Regions from separate parts of the Capsicum annuum genome. Here region 1 is linked to region 2. A link is a contact called in public Hi-C data. All regions are on one chromosome and are shown on one strand. The core of a region is the stretch at or near the end of the contact, and the rest is flanking DNA. Distances in the headings are between cores, read along the strand shown.

What was found. A called contact is a pair of places that touch in the nucleus more often than the background predicts.
Region 1: a contact with region 2 is called in a Hi-C map of placenta, with 3 times the contacts expected there. The contact joins the promoter of LOC107838816 here to the promoter of LOC107838817 in region 2. A contact is called at or near these places in 2 of 5 Hi-C or Micro-C datasets (pericarp and placenta).

Annotation. Positions count from the first base shown.
Region 1 is chr8:125,479,570-125,482,269 of UCD10Xv1.1, forward strand. It overlaps LOC107838816 (protease Do-like 5, chloroplastic), which reads left to right and starts at 1,351. Exons shown (of 9, transcript XM_016682028.2): 1 at 1,351-1,762. The coding sequence starts at 1,526. It overlaps LOC124886750 (a long non-coding RNA gene), which reads right to left and starts at 1,366. Exons shown (of 2, transcript XR_007044148.1): 1 at 909-1,366; 2 at 1-343.
Region 2 is chr8:125,347,555-125,350,254 of UCD10Xv1.1, forward strand. LOC107838817 (glycolate oxidase 1) reads right to left here and starts at 1,322. Exons shown (of 12, transcript XM_016682033.2): 1 at 1,018-1,322.

The sequences.
Region 1 (2,700 bases), core at 101-2,600, 130 kb after region 2:
CCAATCACGTATATGCTCCCTAGAACGATCAAGTCTTGGATCCTTACGTGTGATCCTTGAAGCATAGACCCCAAAAAAGTGGAGTCAATTCGGCTTGTATCAATAGACCTATATTGATGTTAGTTAAAAATATATATTTATTCCCCATCTACGAAACTTTTGACTCTAAATTCAAGAACAGAAAAGATCCATTAAGTATCATCTCTTTATTGCTTATGAAAATGGATGAAGTGAGGGGCCATACAAGATATTATTGATCAGTCTTTCCATTTGAACACCAAATTCACCAAATTCGCTAACAAATTTGAAGATCCAAACAGTGTTGTTGATCTTGGAATTGAGCCTGCCATATACATGTTCAATAATCAGAATTCTAATAAAGCTGCAATTATGGATATTTCGCCAAGGTCAACTTAAGACTCAAGTTTCTTTTTAAAGATCAATTCCAATTTTGAGTGATAATTCTACTCTTTAGAAATAAAGTTAACAAAGTTGTAGGATTTTCTTTGTTAGTAACATAAATATATCGTTTATTGCAAGAACTAATGCAATTATGCTCTAGGATTTTCTTTGTCAATAACGTTTTTAGGAGGATGGGTTAGAAAATGAACAAAAAGTTGTTGTAATTTTGGATTTTCTTTTTAAAAGATAGTGTAAAATAAAAATAGATGCGGTGTTTTGATTGGTCGAAATTTTCACGTGGGACGAGTTTGATTTCACGCACATAACTCATAACAAACGGAAGCTCAAAAGATGTGTCAGGTCAAACGATTGTATTTGAGTGACACGCTTTATGAGAGGTTCAGATGTTCAATAGGAACATGGACTAATTAGGGTGCCAACACAAAAAAAAACCCAACAAATTCATGGGGCTGCTTATGTATTTCATAACAACAATAACAACGTACCAGTATATTTCCACCAAGTGGAGTATAGAGAGGATAAATGTACGCAGTCCGTATCACTATCTCAGATGTAAGATAAAAAGATTGTTTCCGACAGACCCCCGGCTCACAATAAAATAATCTGTACAAAGAATAGTAAGAGAACAAGATACAATCGAAATCAACAATATCCGCTAATACCATAATCAAGAGACACCAAGTAATACAACAAAAGAAACAACAACCTAAACTTGTACTAACCTTCTACCCTAATCCGCCTCCTCCACAACTTTCTATCTAAGATCATGTCTTCGATAAGCTGAAGTTGCTCCATGTCATAAGGTGTCATTCGTTAATTATACATAACATAATATAAAATATATTTGATTCTATATAAGTTGATAAAATATATTAAAGAAGACATTAATAATACTCAAAATTAATACACAGGAGAACATTATTTTTTTAAAAAAAAGTTGCATCGTACCAAATTAACCCTTAGTGCGTGGTTGGGTAGAAATCTCTAAATTTAAAGACAACAAAGAAGAAAGAAAAGAAAAATTGCCACGTAGGTTTATCTCATTTGAAGTCACTAGTGTCATGTGTGCAAGTAATTTGTTGAGGAGGCGGCAGTCGCAGCGATGGTGGTGTTGGGATCTGTTTCTCCGCAGCGTATCCTCCTTTCACTTCCAACACAAATGTCCCATTCTCCTCTTCCAGCTCTTTCTTCTTCCCCTCAATATTTGACAAGGCGTAAATCTTTGATATTTGCTTCTCTGCTTTCCTCTTTAATATATACATCTCATCACTCTCCTGCTACTGCTTTCGTAATCGATCAGCCTCAACAAGAAGAAGATACACTTGTTCAACTCTTTCAGGTAAATGCCTCACCCAAAATGGCTAAAATTAAATACAACAAGAAAACCCAATTATTGTCCTTCTCATTCCGATGTGTACCTGTACTTTCTCCATCCTAATTTTTGTGTCACCTTTCCATTTAGAGATTCAAATAAGTCTTTTCTCCACGTAGCTTTTTCATGTCTTTTAAATATTTTAGATTATCAATTATTGTGTCTTATATAATTTTATGTAGTTTATAAATATATAAATTTTATCTCAAAAAGATAAAGAATCCATGCCTAAACTCACGGTCAAAACTAAATTGTTTAACTTTTGAAAATTCTATGATGCCACATAAATTGAAAAGAAAAGGGCCAAAAGTTCCCCCAACCTTTATCCTAAATCTCAACTATACACTTATACTTTGCGGGGTCTATGACCCCTGAACTATTTTAAAGTGAAATTATTACCCAAAAACTGACAACCAGTCATTTGGAATTTGATATGATGCACGCACCTACAACATTTTTACACATATTTTTTATTTAAAATTAATTTTTATTTACTTTATTCCCCATTTTTATCACTTTTTATCATTTTTTCACCATTACTTTTCATCTCTTTTCCTTTTCAAACTTGAACAATTTTTCAATGAACTTGAAGTGGAAAATAATGGATAATATCGAATTTGAAATTTCCAATGATTTTGAAGTCGGAAATAATAAACAACATCGAATTTGAAATTTTCTACAACCTTGAAGTGGGAAACAATGAACAATGTCATTATTAAATTTCCGACGATCTTAAATCCGGAAACAACGAACGATACTAATTTCAAAATTTTCGACGACCTTGAAGCCGGAAACAATGAACAATACCAACAACAACAACAACAACAAACCCAGTGTATTCCCACTTAGTGGGGTCTGGGGGGTAAGATGTACGCAGTCCATACCTCTACCTCTGATGAAGTAGA
Region 2 (2,700 bases), core at 72-2,571:
CAATTAGGAAAATGTGTGTGCATAAACATAAAAGCACTAACACTAAAATGGCTCCCCAGTTCAGTGCAAAGACTAGTTTAGGCTCACTTCCTAACGCAGCAGAATCATAACTTGGCTGATACTGCTAGCAAAGAAAAAATACAACGGGCCTACAATTCCTCATGTAATCTCGTAATTGATCGCAATGCTCATTAATCTCATATCCAACCAATGATATTGATAAAAATTTGGAAGAGATTATAGTACAAGAAGTACAAGATGATATAAAAATGGCAACCGCACTACAGCTCCGGCTATGCGTGGAGTCTGGGAAAGGACCGACTACAAGGGTCTATTGTACACACAGGAGCTGTTTACATTTACATTTACATCAGGAGGCTGGATTTACTTCACATTTATATTTCTGCAAGAGACTGTTTCCACGGCTTGAGCCAATGAGCTCTAGGTCATATGGCAGCAACTTTACAGTTACTCCAAGGCTCCCTCCAAGTACAACATGATATGATCATCTAAAAAGCAAATGACATATCATTTTCTCTATTTAACTATTATACTATCATGGACATTCCAAAATTCTACAGATATTAGATTATAGTATATACTATTAACTTATAAGCTGATCAAGGTTTCCATCTGCAACAAACCATCGGTGTATAATGTAGCATACACATATTCTAACACATAATTCTACAGATAGTTTATAAGAAATCAATATCTTGTTTTCCAATAAGGATGATCAAATGACACTTGAAAAAACAGAGGAATGGTATAATGGATTGTTGATCTATAGAAATCTAAAAAAGTCACCGTTTTAATCCAGATCACCAGAGGTCAAAACCTAAACTCCAATCCAACAAACAGAATCAGACTAAAAGACTTTCTCTGTTTTCCAAATCCAAGAAGGAATTAATGAAACATCACTTATCAATCACATCAGATACTGATTAATATTAAAAAGAAAAAACAAAAATTCAACAGAACACTGAATCTTAGCAAAGAAACAAAACAAGAATGGACCGTGATAGCTGTCTGATGACTTCAGGCTTAGGCAAAAAGGGGTTGCACTTGCATGGAATTCGTAAACGGTGTGGCTTTTCCAAAGTAACTCAGAATTGGAAAACTCCAACAAAAAAATACTCAACCCGAAATTATTTGATTACGTGGACAAATATATTTGCTTTCGCCTATACTCCCTCGTTTTAAAAAAAAAATGACTGCAAATAGATTATTCTTTTTAAAACAGAGGAATTATTTATTTTGGGCTAGTTAAATTCCCACGTGTTCAGATGAAACGTAATAAATGTTTTGTTAAAACTATATTCGCCCAAATAAAGCGGTTCACAATAAATATATAGTTTATTTGATCAAAATTTTAAAATCACCTTATTTTGAAAGAATAACTATATATCTTAAAAAAACATAAGGCTCCTAATTTGTAGCTCAATTTCATACTAGTTGTTTCATATAAGTGTAGCCATGTGTTTCTGCCTTAGAATTTTGGCTATGTATGGTTTCAATTGAACTAATTTTGTTGTTGAATTTCACATTTCACATTGGCTATGTATTTGCTACATTGTATTCACATTCTATTTGTATGTATGTATATGTATATATTCATTATTGGATCTAAATGTATTAGTGGGTCATCCGAATCTCCTTCGTCGGAAAATTATACTATATTTATATGATTAAAAATATTTTTATGTATATATAATAGATATTGAACCCCCTTCAACTAATTCGTATATTTACTTCTGAATTCCCTCAATGAAAATCTGACTTCGCCACTGTGTATGCATACTGAATGTGCCTATAATATTAGTGGTATTATATGTATAAATTGTATGGCCTGTCCTTTTCTTTTGTATGTTTAATGTAAATTGAAACATTCAGATACAAATGATACATTTGCATTAAATGATATATTTTCATTTGTATATAATACACTAATATTTTTATCAAATGATAAAATTACAAATGTACCACTTATAAATACAGTTGTATAAAGTTGATACGTTGGCTGAATTTTACAGTCATTTAATTGAATACAATCAATCAAATTTTACGATATTTATATTTTATATCAAATATACTATAGTTAATACATTAACAATAGATGATAATTTTTAAAATTGGACTAAGAACGTCCTTTGCTTAAAGAGTGGCTATTATATGAAAATTTCCCATTAAATATGTACTACTACTTATATCTGATGTATTTTCTCGAGATCCAAAATGGTATCTGATTTCTCTTACTTTATATTCATGTTCACTTAATTTATTCACATGCGTTAGTTACAGTCATGCTGCTGACAGACATTCGCACGGATTTATTCTTCAACTGTTTTTATATATATCTCTGCATTAGTTTGCTTTGCTTGTCTCACTCATTAATTGAAAGGAAAAGGGTGAAATGTATCCATCTATTTTAAAAAATTAATTAAGTATATATTTTAATTATATTTTGAGGTTAAATTTATTTTCACCATCATATGTTAGGATCAAATTTACCTTTCTACATTGAAAAATTGACTAAATATATTTGTTCATATTTTGGGGTCAATTTTGCCTTCAATGTCATACTTTAGGATCAAATTTACCCTTGTTGTTAAGAAACTTTTCATTTGTACTCTTCTTTTAACAGAAAAATCCAAATCAATACTAAATAACTCTTTTTTTAAAAATAAAACACATCATAGT